2 separate regions of the Triticum aestivum genome follow, and region 2 is linked to region 1. A link is a contact called in public Hi-C data. All regions are on one chromosome and are shown on one strand. Each heading gives the region's core, a stretch centred on a gene start, on an enhancer-like site or on the middle of the called end of the contact. The rest is flanking DNA. Distances are from core to core; before and after follow the strand shown. Region 1 has its middle 200 kb from the start of LOC123058540. Region 2 holds the start of LOC123058558 (splicing factor 1).

Region 1 (6,812 bases), core at 2,107-4,606:
AACTAGAAAGGATGTTGAGAGGGCATTTGGAGTTCTGCAGACACGTTATACAGTTGTTCGTCAACCTGCTAAACAACGGGATCCAGAGGCCTTGTGGGAGGTGATGACCTATTGTGTGATCATACACAACATGATTATGGATGATGAGGGTGAGGATGCTACCGTAGCTCTTGAATTTGATAACATGGGTGATCCTATCGAATTTCCAGACCAAAATAAGGCCACATTTAAAGAGTTTGTTCAAATGCATCAACAAATTTGGCATCGAGCAAATCAGGAGCAAGTGAAGAAATATCTGATTGAGCATCTGTAGACGATTAAAGGGGACATCAATGTTGGAGTATAATATTTATACTTTTTTAAAATTAGAACTACTACTGCATTTAACATTTGAACTATTCTAAACTATATATATGCGGCTATTTGAGCGATGGATTTTTTTTTAAAGAAAATTGGGGCCAGATATGCGAATATCTTTGGATGGCCGGCTCTCGTATGCATGTCAGCGAACTGGTACACCGGTCCACGAACGGATGCAGTGTCCATTTTACGGGTTAGCGTTGGAGATGCCCTCAACATTGGACATCACTCTTCCCGGCTTTTTCCTTTTCTTTTATTTTCGTCATGGTGTATAGTCCTACGTGCATTTAAATTATTTTGACTCTGTTGTTGTATATATGGCTACTTGCACATATTTTCCCACTCCAACGACAACTTCTGTTTCAGTTGACCAGAATGACACGCTGAGGGTGTAATCAAGATTATCCATCTCGTTGCATCTACTACGCAATATCAAGAGGACATTTGGGGACTGCTGTTGGGTGCTCCAGTCCGGTGCAATGCATCGCTCCATTTTTTATGCACCACTCCCTTTCGCGTACCGATTGTGTGCGGATGCAGTGAGATGCTTCCGAATGCGCAACACTAACACGGGCATATAATTTGACCTTTTGATGAGCAAATTGCCAATTGGGGCTTCCTTACCCGTTCTCCGCTTATGTCACATGACTGGACTGGAGCAACCTTCCGATTCTTGCGTTCTTGAAAGGCTGATAAAAATCATTCGGCGAACTTTTGCCCCAACCAGAAAGGCAGATAAAAAAATCATGCAGTTGGAGCAGGCATAGGCTAGAGTGATCCTCTCAAGACTTTTTTAGCATAGTCCAACGGAACGGTCTGACGTTTGCCTCAGCGCGCACTCGCCACCGGCCGACGTTTCCCGCCTCCGATTAATCACAGTTTGTCTATCGACGTCGACGTTGACATTTGCATCTTTCTTGTTTCGTTAGCACGTAGCTCTTGCGCCCGCTGTGGCTCACCCACCACACGTCCGTCTCAATAAATCTACCAGCAGGCCGCTGAAAGCCTTGCAGAACTAGCTGCCACCGTTTGGCAACGTAAGTATCATCATGCAAATCAACCCAATAGTACGTGTGCATGAGACTATGAGAGATCTAGCGCCAGCAAGATCGCGGCCAGGACAGCTACTACTACCTGGCAAATGTCGCTTCGACATGCCGTTGCACCCACCCGCGCATGTTACGTTGGTCCATCTGGCGGCAACCGAATTCTCCCGTGCAATTATGCGGGCCGAGCGCATTAAACTGAACCTAAAACATCTCGCTCGCCGACGGGCGGGGCGTCGGTCGCCTTCACTACACGTACTGAGATAGTGAGATCCAATCCATGGATGTGCTCCACTGCTCCGCATATGTGTTTTCTTCCATGCGACGCAAATGGAAAACAATCAATCAGATCGGGTAGCTTAACGACTTGCTACTACATACAGAGCTGTCGTAGCGCTAGTGCTGATGGTAACTTGGGTAGAGTAGTTAAGTATCTTGGTTGGTGATGGGTATGGTGGAGACAAATGTGTATGCCAACAGGAGCGGGGTAGGCGCCCACAAGAGGAAGAGAGAAGCTGGCTCCTAGGTATCTGTCTGGATCTGGGCTTCGGCGGCATGACAGTTGGGTTCATCGCGGGTTTAGCTGTAGCTAGCTGTTGGACCCGCGCCAGCCGGTGGGGATGGTGGCCATTCTTCTTCTTCTCAAAGACCGCAAGCCTGGGGGACCGAGATATCTAGCTGTGCCGCGCGACCCAGCAGAGAGAGATCGACGAACTGCTGCCTTTCACTCGAGGACCCTCTGTCTGCAGGATACCTGTTGCGTGTGGTGACCGGGAAGAAAACCTAGAGCAAGATGGGAATAGGGGGTGATTATTTTGCTGCTCATCTGTTTGTGTTTGGAGTGCGTATCAGCACAATACGACATGTTGTTTAAGGGGACAGCTATGCGTACCCGGTGATTTATTTATACCTCGGATGGTGATTTACTTTTAGCAAAGTACTAGTGCTATAATTAGACGGTACTACTACTAGTACCACTGTTAGCAGTAGGATATGGTAACAAAGTACTAGCGGTACATAGGCGTGGTACTTGTGTGAGTTTTCACCTGTAAGTTTTTTTTTTTCTGAATGGTGGTTGACAGGCCGGCAGGGTGCAACTCTGTGAGGTCAAACCTGCAGCAGTGTTGCGTGCATTTCCCCGTGTTGTTAATTGAAGCGCTGTAGTTGGACTGCTGTTGCAATACATGGCGGAAAGCCGGCGCCGACACTATGGTCTCGGGCGTTGAAAGCTGAGACGGCGCAGTTTGCTATAGCCAAAAAACACTACGCATGCCAGCAAGATCACGCTGCAAGTTGGCTGTTGCTGAATGCAGAGTACACGGACGGGCCAAGGAGCACCGACGGATCACAATAGAAGACGGGGTCCACTCCAGTAATGTGCGCACGCACGCGGCCTGACGTGCGAATGGAACAAGACGCATAAAATGATAAAAACTCCCTCCCTCCCTCACCGCCAACCCGCGCGAGCGGATCCAAAACCAAACCCCCTTGCCGCACTCAACAGAAGAGACGGCGGTGCCGCCGGGGCCCCCGATCGATGGATCGATGGATGCATCGAGCTAGAGTACAAAGCACGCGGAGGTTGGCGCGCCGACGGCACGTCCGGCTTTAAGAAACCACGCGCCTCGCATGTCCCGCCTCGATCGCGCTGGCGTGCGTGAGTGCACGGGAGGACAGGAACGCTTCTGCTTCACGCCTCGGCTATCTCGATCGATCGATCGATTTCCATCGGCCGGCGCTTGCATTGCATGCAATTCCTCGCTGATTTCGGCGTCGCTTTCGGTGATGAGTGGCTGGCGGGTGCTGGTTTCCGTTGGCGTGGTGCGTGGCTTCACGTCCAAGGGACGGCGCGTCGGCGTCGGGGTGCAGGCGGCATGCCAGATCCATCCTGCTGTGCGTTGGACGGCGCTGGAGGGTCCTGCGGTCCAGCTCCGGCGTGCTTGTTTTAGGGCTGGCTGGGATGGCGACGACGCGCGAACCCAGGCCTGCCGGGAATCGGCCGATTTCTGGCAGCCACTACTTCTACTCGAAAGGCCCACTCTGGATGGCAGTTTACGCTTGTCTGGCTCGACTGCACTCTGCTCCTAATTTTGGGGTTCCGTCTCGTGGGCATCGAACGCCCTCCGTTGGCCGCTTCTGCATAAGTGCCCAAGTCTATCGAGCCAGTAAGAAACCCAAAACTGAAAGCCACACCAAATCTAACCATTGAGCCAGATGAGCAAGGCACCCGGGATCGCGAGCATGCCAAGCGCATGCGTGCCTCTGGACGCTCTCGTCGATTAGATCGCCACCGCACCGCACTCACGGGCACACCATGGCTGCTACACACATCGTACGTAGGCGCCACGTCACGGAGCCAGAGGAGCTGCTGGCCGCGGCACGCACCCCAGCGGACACGTACATTGACGCGAACAATGCTACTGTCGCAGGGGACACTGCAGTGCGCGGTATTGCAGCGTTTCGCTGTGGCGAAAGGTTTACAAATTTGCGACCGAATTTTGGGAAAGGCGTTTTTTTTAAAAAAAATCTTAATAATTTTTGACATTGCAACCATATTTTGGGAAAATGTGAATGTTCATTGGAATTCCAAATATTTTTTAAAATGATGGATTCCTTTTGGAAAAAAAGAATAACTTTTATTTATTTGAAAAATTATTGGAATTGTTAAAAGTTTCTAAAAATCCCAAAAAATATGAACAATTTTATAAAAACATGAACTTTTTAAAAATTGATAGGTATTAAAATTGTGGTCATCTTTCATTAATGGAAACGTTTTACCTTCGGCCGACCGATCCTATGCGAGCGTCCACCGCCTCTCTGTCTGCCTGATGCACTGTTAATCAGACGATGGAGAGCGACCCCTTTCGTCTCCACGTTTCTACAATTGGTGCTTTGTTTCATGAATAGGGTTTGCAACTAGCCTTTTTTTGCAAACCGAACAAGACTAGCTAGATCCAGCAGCGCACGGACTAGGGAGGCCGACGGCGGCCAACCGAGCGCATCCATGTTGCATCTCCGCCTCCAAACGCCTCCCCGCCGACGAGATCTGCCATGTCGTTCATGGAGCACCATGAACTTCGACGCCTCGTGTATGGTTCGACTGCACTCTGCTCCTAATTTTGGGATCCAGTCTCGTGTGCATCGAACGCCCTCCGTTGTCCGCTTCTGCACAAGTGTCCAAGTCTATCAAGCAAGGAAGAAACCCAAAACTGGAAGGCACATCACATCTAGCCGTCGAGCCAGATGAACCTGGCACCTGGGATCGGCACTCCACTACGGGCGCGTGAGCATGCCAAGTGCATGCGTGCCTCTGGACGCTCTCGTCGATTAGGTCGCAATAGCACGGCACTCACGGGCACGCCATGGCAGACCTGTCTGCTCAATCCGGGTGAGCACGCCGCGGGGTGGCTACTACACACAACGTACGTAGGCACCACAGCCAGAGCCAGAGGAGCTGCTGGCCGTGGCACGCACCCCGACGACCACGTACATGGATGCACAATGCTATTGTGGCAAGAGGTACTGCAGTGCGCAGTATCGCAGCATTTCGCTGTGGCGAGTGGTTTACAAATTTGCGACCAAATTTTGGAAAAGGTGAACATCTTTGTAATTCTGAATATTTTTTGACATTGCGACCAAATTTTGGAAAATGTGATCTCTTATTGAAATTCTAAATATGTTTTCATATTATGGATTTCTTTTGGAAAATAAGAACATTGTTTAATTTTTCGAACATTTAATGGAATTGTGAACCATTTCTAAAAATCCAAAAAAAATGTGAACAATTTTATAAAAACATGAACTTTTTTTAACTTGACAGGTTTTAAAATCATGATCATCTTTCAAAAACGAAAAAAAATTAAACATTACTGAAAATTTATAGAAAAAGAAAATAAAGAAAAACCGAAGAAAATAAAAAAGGAAAGCCGGAATAAACAGTAAGGAAAACAACAGGAAAAACCGGTTCAAAGGAAGGTCCCGAAAACCACGAGAACCTATTCCCTGACCTACGCGCTGAATAGCAGGGACAAGCCTCCAAAAAGAGTTCCCAAAACCCTTTTTTCTTTAGTTTCTTTTTCTTTTGTATTTTCAACATAAAATAAAAGGTGGTATTTAGGAAAAGATCCAAAATTTTAAAAATGTTCAGTAATTTGAAAAATGTTAATATTTGCAAAAGGGTTCATGACATAAAAAAGTTCAAGATTTTGAAAAAACATGTTCAGGGGATCAAAAAATGTTCACAGATTCAAATTGTCAGTCATTTAAAAAAATGTGTATTCAAAACAATGTTCAAAATTCTGAAAACAATGTTTGTGAAATCAAAAAATGCCTGTTGTTTTAAAAAAAAGGTCGTGCATTCAAAAAATGTTCACAATTTTAAAATACTGTTCAGGAAATCATAAAATGTTCACAAGTTCAAATTAATGTTCTTGATTGTGAAAAAAATGGTCATGTATTCAGAAAAAAGTTCATAATTTTGAAAACAATGCTTGGGAAATCAAAAAAATGTTTGTGACTTTGGAAAAATGTTCATGAATTCAAAAACTAATCATGAATTCAAAAAATATTAAAAGCTTTGAGAATATGTCCAGGAAATCATAAATTGTTCATGGACTCACAAATGTTCCTGATTTTGAAAAAACAATGTTCATGTATTCAATAAATGTTAGTAATTTTGAAGTAACTTTGAAAAAATTATAAAATGCTAATGGAGATAAAAAATGTTATTGATTTCGCAAAAAATGTTTTCTAATTCAAAACATGTTCAAAATTTCAAAACCGATCATGGTTTCAAAAAAATTGCTAATTTGGAAAAGTGAAGAAGAAAATTCAGAAAATAAAAGGAATAACATAATAAAGAAAAATGAAAGATAAAAACAAAGAAAAAACACTTCAGGGAGTTTTTAGAACCTTCCCAAAACAGGTCGAAAAAACTCCAAAATGGGCCGCCCCTTCCAATATAGTTAGCGAATGTGGGATGTTCGAGCGCTATGCTCTCGGTACGCGGGGAATAGGATCCGCGGGAGTAACTAGTTAACGAGCGCTTCTTCAGGAGCCTCGCAACGATCAGCGCCACCTGGCGTGCTCTCAGCCATTCGCCATGTGTCGCGCTCTGGACGCTTCCTCCGGATTTTGTTTTTTTATTTATTTTTCCGCATGCGTTTTCGGCTTTTTAAATGGTTTTTTCTGGGGTTTTTTATGTTTTGGTTTTTCCCCGGTCTTCCTTAGCTTTTCGATCAAAAAAAATTTGCGCGAAAAAACGCGTTTTTTTACGAAAGTCACGATTTTTTCCCGTGAGAGGCATGGTTGTGCTTTAGCGAGAGTCACGGCCTTGCCTTTTGAAAACGGAAAAAAACACATTTTCTGTTTTTTTTTCTTTCGCGAGAGTCATGGTTTTGCTTCCGC
Region 2 (6,812 bases), core at 3,185-5,684, 320 kb before region 1:
AAAAGTACACTCTTCATATGTCGCCGTCCCAGGTCCGATGGAGTTTCCCCCTTGCTGCATAGTCTCTACCACTTCCATGCAATTGGATTCAACAAGCAGTTTAGAGCATCCCATTTAGCCAGCAAGAATCAATCCATTTAGGAGAGGTCTAGCTTCAGCTCCAGCTGGATTATCCACAAAAGGAACCCCCGAGGCGCTAGCTGCAATGAATCTGCTCATTTCATCCCTAATGATTGCACTCTTAGCGAAGTGACCGACGACTTGTTTCTGTTGACTACATGCACAACGATTTCATGTTTTCTTTCTTCGGATCTCCTGGTAGAAAAACATCATGGGCCTATGGTGTCGCTTCTGTTGTTTCACGTGATAATGAAGTCGGGGACTGACCTCTGTTTTTTCTTCTAAAAACATTAAAACAATACTGAATCCTAAATCCCTTGGGCCAAGGACACAGGGGAAAACATGACAGCAACCAGCTCGTGAATCTTGGGTAAACATCGGCTACAGTAGTACCATTCCGGTACAATGGTACATACGTATGATTAGTGGTACCATCCAAAAAATCAATGCCGTTTGTAATTTTTTTCTTTGAACAGTTACAGTTTTATTGGTTTGGACGTACAACGGCACACACACATGCTGGTGCGTTAATAGTCAGGCCGCCCTTTATCTTCTGATTTTTTTAACCGTGGCTCCGTGCCGCCGGCAACATTGATTTTCAAGGCCATGTCTGAGTAACGATGTCAATTATCCTCTGCTCTCAGCATGACTCAATCAAGCACAATTCGACAGCGCTACTGCTACGTATCCACGCATCCACACACAGCGCGCGCATTCATACACCACATTGCTGTCAGCAGGCATCATGACGCTGTGAGTGCAATGCGACGGCGAGCAAAGCAGCAAGCGGAGGGCGACCGTTGCGCGCGCCCCGCCCCGCCCCCGCGACCGCAAAGCAGGCGCCATCATTCGCGCGGGAAAAGCTCGGGGGCTCCTCCAGAAATGGCGGGAAAGCGAGGCCCGATGGCGCCAAGCTGCGTTTGAGGTTTGACCGGCGACAGCTGGCCCCGCGACCGCCGCAGCGAGGCGAGCACACACGCCGCTCCAACCACCGCCCGTCCGCGTGCCCGTGGCCTATCTACCTGGTGCCGACATAAATATCTCCAAAACACACCATCCTGCGCTGTCACCCCACTCTCATCACTCACTTCACTCACACTCGCAGGTGCCAGCCAGCCACGGCGAGTCCCCGTTCGATTTTTCTAACCCACGGCCACGGCCCCATGCCGTTGTCTGCACTCCAATCTCTGCAGTTAAACGGGGCGCGGAGGGGACAGATTGTCCCACGAGAACACCGCCCGATTCTTCAACCACGCCCATTGACTCCACTAAACTAATTTGACTCCCCGGCCGCAAAACCCTAGAGTAATTAGGTCACGAGACGGCAGGCAGGCGCCGCAGTCTGGGCTCAGCGCCGGAGCGAGGCCCAGAACGAGAAGCCGCCTGCCGTGCCGCGCGCAGCGGGAGCGTGCAGGCCGGCATGGAGGCAAACGCCAAAACCCCTCGTCCCGCCCAGACGCTTCTCAAACTTTTCGTCGGGTCTTTGTTTGCGCACTCCTTTCCCACCATTCGCTCCGGCTCCTGCCTTTCTTCCCTCCGTATTGGAGTTTTGCGCGGAAACAAAAACAAAACACGGTGGGCTGGTTCCATGTACTACACCGTCGCCATTTACGAAGATCTGGTTGCTCGAATCGCTCGGCATGCCGAGCGATCCGGGGTCCCTGTTCTCCAGCCGCTTTAGGCTGGTCACAATGGTCAATAACATATGTTACTACCTTCATAGTGGGTAGAAACATCTATATAGTGTCATGCAACGATACATTTATTAGGTTATAGACTCATTGTTTTTTGGAATGTGTGATGTTTCGATAACTTAGCTAGTTATCACAAGCACCTCTCTCTTCATTAAATATGTGCCACATAAGCAAAATTGTATTGAAGTGTGTGATGTTATCCTTAAGTTCCTCCTCATTGTGACCAGCCTTACCGAAAGGATACCACGCCCGTTCTGGCTGTCTCACTCGCACGGCAAAGAGCAAACGAAAGGGCATCCAATGCGTGACGGGATTTCCGTTCGGAGACAAACCACGCCGCTATCTCTTACCGAAAAAGGAGACAGAAAGAGAAAAACATGCTAACCAGCGTGCACTAAGTTAAGTTAAGTAAGTATAATCCGGGCACGAGCTGTTCCTCGATGCTGATCCGAAACGGAAAGCACGTAGCTGTCGCAGCCGACGTCACGGGACGTGGAGCGGCCAGTGGGGATCCGACACGTCCGCGGGCGGCGGGCCGGCGCGCGCATCATTGGAGCTCTGCGGCGCGCGCGCGCGTGCCGCTCGATGGCATGAACGAACGAACGGATAGGCACCGCGGTGCGGTGCAATCTGCAACGCAAACGCAGCGACGTACGCCCGGTCAAGCAGGCAATACGTCACGTAGAAGCAGGCTGTACCTGGTTTGAGTACGTAGCATATTCTTTTCCCGCCCGAGGACCCAACCATGCAGCCGCTCGTCGGAGGAGAAAGCGTTTCCATGCAATCGATCGATGGAGATGCTGCGAGTTTAACTCGCCAACCGGGGTTACTTTCCTTTGCCGCCAAACTTTTACGAAGGGATAACAACACAGCAGGGTAAAAAGAGAACGGTCGCTTTGCGGTTGGTACGCTACGCACGTCCCCACGCTCACCGCCTCAGCACCTCCCACTCGCTCCAGTAATAATCCGGCGTAAGAAAATAAAAAAAACTTTTGAGAAAATAACAAAATGAGTTTGAGTAAATTGAGAGGGAAATTTCCCCGCCAAAAAAGAACGAGAGGAAAATGAACTGGAGATTTTTTTTTGAGACAACGGAAAATGAACTGGAGATGATAAGTCCTGGCTGGCGTCCGCGAGGCTCGAGGGCCCTGGCAGGGCCCGCCCCGTCGGTAGCAGCGGTTGGGTGGGCCCAAGGAAGCGGCAGAGGAGAGCGAGACCAAGGTGGGCCGCGGGGGAGAGCGATGCGGCTGTGGCGGGGCCCACGGCAGCTCGTTGCGGTGCGGGGATCTCCGGCGTCCGGTCCGCAGAGATTCACAGGATTCCGAGAGCCCCGCTCCGGTGGCCCCTCCAGGCCGATGACAGGTGGGGGCCGGCCCAGGCAACTGGCCGGCGCTGCACATCGTACGGCTACAATACTTACTACAGTTTCCTGTTTGCCTCTGTCCTTCTTATCCAGAGCTGTCAAAAGAGTGAACTCTGAGTATATAGGAGTAGCATTTTTCTTTTAAAAAATCAGTCCTCTCTCTAATTCATATTAATTAATAAGGGAGTATGTAGCATTTTTTTGTTTATATGTGAAAGAGAAAAAAGAATTAGGCCACCAAGCGGCGGATGGGCACTGGTCGCCGGCCGACCGCCGCACCGGGTCGGGTTACCGGGTCACGCCCATTGCGGCGCCGCCATGAACCGCCGGGCCAGTACCACGACGGCCAGTACAGTACGCCTGTCCGTCTCGCGCAAGTACGTACTACAGTACCGTCCACCGGGTCGCATCGGCCGCCCACTTCACTTTACAGCGGCAGGTTACCGGGTGCAGCTCGGCATTTTCCTATAGTTTTCTACTCGCGCCCGTACCCGACATCACGCCATCAACCCACGCCCTTTCCCTTTTTCCACTCCGTATACCGCACCACACCACAGCACACCCGCCTTTAAAGCGCCCGCGACTTTAATGCGCTGTAGCAGTACAAAGAACACAACTTAAATTCCCAAAGCCCAGCTAGAGATATCTCGAGAGGATGCAATTCTCGTGACCGCATCGCAAAAACTCCCGCCGCTTCTTTACTCCCGCCAACTCGCCCAATTTATTGACCTGAAAACCGACCTCGGCTGAGCCAGAGCAGTTGCACTTGCGGGTTGCGGCACTGGCCGGCCGGCAGGAGCTCCACTGCACTCTGGTTTAGGTTTAGGTCAGTGCCTAACGAAGACAGAAAGAAAATTTGCCTTCCCCGCTATTCTGATTTTGGTTGTAGAGTGGGTTCAGCTACCGTTTAAGAACCTGGTGAGTGGGTGGAATGCCATTGACATGGCGCACATAATAAATGCAATAATAACAATAAATCGGAGCACAGTTTGTATATAATCTAAAAAGAAGTGTGTAACAAAAAAAGTTCGAAGCACAATGCATTCTGAAGAAAAAATCGGAATATACTTCAGAAATGAGCCTACCGGGCTAGTACTACGGTTCACACGCACCGTCACAGGCACAGCTCACTCCACTCACAAATGCATGCACGGCAGGTTAAAAAAGAAAAGAGACCTCCTTAATGAGGGAAAATAATTATTATTTCCCCACAAACCTCGCCGCTGGCCTCTCTTTTATAAACCCAACGGAGAGAGAGGGTGAGCAGCATTTGCACCCCCAGCTCAAACCCATCGACATTCCCCTCCCCTCCCCTCCTCCGTCCCACCTCTTTCCGCTGATAAGCACAGCACTCCCCTGCCTTCCATTAGACGGCCGGCCCGGACGACGATTCTTCAAGGTGGAGCGAATGGCGGTGGAGTGGTCCGACGGCGGCGAGGAGTTCCTGCTCCCCGACGAGTTCTTGGATGACGACTTCTTCTCCGAGGAGGAGAAGGCCGCGGTGGCCGCGCGGAGCGAGAGCGATGAGGAGGACAGCTTGGCCGGCCTCTCGCGCCGCCTCGCCGGCCTCCTCGGCGGCGACAAACTTGCCGTCACGCCTGCCAAGGTTGGATTCTTGCTCCTTTGCGTGGCTCGTTATGCGTAGTACCTGCGCCGGTTCCTGATTGTTCGCTTGATTGTTTGGCAGGAGGAGGTGACTGCGGGGTCGCCCAAGTCGACGCTGTGCGGGCTGCCCAAGTCCGGCCAGGAGAGCCCCAACAGCGGCGCCTCCCAGGGCAACTCGCCGCCGTCGTCCCCGCTGGAGCAGCAGCCGCCCGACCCGTGGGACGTCCTCTACGAGGCGGCCGGGCAGGTCAACAGCATCCCGGCGCCGGGCAACCCCTACGGTTTACACGGCCGCGGTGGCTTTCTGCCGCCTGCGCGGAAGGCCTCGCCTCCTCCGCCGCCGCCTCACGTGCCTGCGCCAGCCGGCACGGCCGCGGGCGGCGTGTACTACCACCCGTTCGCGCACCTCATCACGCAGCGCCAGATACAGGCTGCCAGGGTGAGTTCTCAGTCGCATGGCGCTCTTGTCTGCGTCTCCTACCTGAAGATTTCTTCTTCTTTAACATCTGTGTTTGTGTCTGTGTTGTGCAGTTTCATCTCCTCAAACAGCAGCAGCTCTTCAAGCAGCAGAGGGACCGGCAGCTGGCCGCGGCCGCTGCATGGGGCGTGCGTCGTAACGCGGCAGCCAAGAGGGCCGGCGCCGCTCCGATTGACCTGAGCCCGGCGTCGTTCCCGCCGCTGCTGAAGACGCAGCTGCAGCACGCGCCTGCACCCCACCCCACCCATCCCGCCGCCGCCGGCATGCGGGCCGTGTTCCTGACGCCGCCCGGCGCCAAGCGCGAGCGCAACGGCACCGGCGTCTTCCTCCCGCGCCCGGCCGGCGCCCCCGCCGAGCCCAGGAAGAAGTCTGGTGCGTGTACCACTCGTAACACCTCTTTTGGCCGTTCTGGTTGTTGATTACCCCGGCTGGCGTTCGTCGTTGGTGGCTAAATATTCTTCCCCTTTGGTGTCTTTCGCGTCATTGCAGGCTGCTCGACGGTTCTTGTCCCCGCCCGTGTCGTGCACGCTCTGAATCTGAACCTCGACGACCTCGCCGCCCAGCCTCGCTACGCCGGCGGCATCGTTCTTGACCATGGTAAGCATCTCAAACCGAACTAAATACGGCGTTATCTGGTAACGGCAAGTTAATCTGACAGCGAGCTCTGTTCCTGCGCAGAGGCCTTGATCAGTCGGAGCAACGCCATGCTCGCAAGCCAGAAGATGCGGGCCGCGGAGAGCCCGGCGCCGCCGGCGCTCTGCCACAGTTCCTGAACCCAGTCTCCCACCGGAACAATCCCTGTTCTTGGCTCCATTTAATCTCAAAAATAAAAATTAGTACCAGCAGTAATCTGTATTAGGTTGTAGTAGCACTAGTAATAGAAGTAGTAGTAGTAGCGTCAGTTTTAGCAGGTGTGTATTTTGGATTGGTGACACATTGGTTTTGGGGCGCCGTCGATGGTAAAGCGGTGGAGATGGATGAGCAAGCAAGAAATCCATGTTAGTTGGTTTGTTAGAAGCAATAAGTGGGGCTCTTTCGGAGGCGAGAGAGATGTGTTAGCGGTTTGTAGCAGGCGAGATGATAATGTTGGAGTGAAATGAGGCTAATCTTGAAGGAGCAGAAATAAAAGGCCCATGTTATCTCCCCGTCTCCGTCCATGGCTGGCTTTCTTTGCCGCTTTGCCAAGGAGCCCCAGCGCACATCCAGCTAAGGTTTCCCTCTCTGTTCCCCACCCCTTCTGCAGCCTTTCGCTTGCGCCTGAAGCTTTGCCGTGGGCTCCATGAATAAGGGCGCTCGTTCGTTGTGTGTGACGAGAAATAAAGGAAGGATTTTCTTGATTTTTGTTGTAATAGTTAGTTGTAGTACTAAGTATTTCATTTCATTCGTTGCTTTAGCGGCAACAGCCGCAAAGTTAGGCTCGGCTTTATGATAATAATAGAAATAATAATAGAATTGTACTTGTTCCTCGGAATGAATGGAAGCGCATGGCGGTCTCATTTATTTGGTAATGATGCGTGTCATGTCTTAATCAGGGTGTTTCTCCGCTTGTGTG

What was found. Hi-C and Micro-C count contacts between places; a contact is called where the count stands out from the background.
Region 2: a Hi-C map of leaf shows a contact between it and region 1, with 5 times the contacts expected there. The contact joins the promoter of LOC123058558 here to the enhancer-like site in region 1. A contact is called at or near these places in 4 of 5 Hi-C or Micro-C datasets (leaf, root and an unstated tissue) and 1 of 1 datasets of contacts at active chromatin or transcription factors (leaf).

What each region holds. Positions count from the first base shown.
Region 1 is chr1A:479,548,430-479,555,241 of IWGSC CS RefSeq v2.1, reverse strand. No RefSeq gene overlaps it. Among protein-coding and RNA genes, the nearest start is that of LOC123058540, 200 kb to the right of the region's middle. Within about 2 kb of position 3,356, at least 3 of the 8 cell types and tissues checked have an H3K27ac peak or open chromatin away from gene starts, as enhancers often do.
Region 2 is chr1A:479,869,480-479,876,291 of IWGSC CS RefSeq v2.1, reverse strand. LOC123058558 (splicing factor 1) reads left to right here and starts at 4,434. Exons shown (of 5, transcript XM_044481274.1): 1 at 4,434-4,783; 2 at 4,865-5,221; 3 at 5,314-5,632; 4 at 5,750-5,857; 5 at 5,939-6,768. The coding sequence starts at 4,586. The coding sequence ends at 6,033.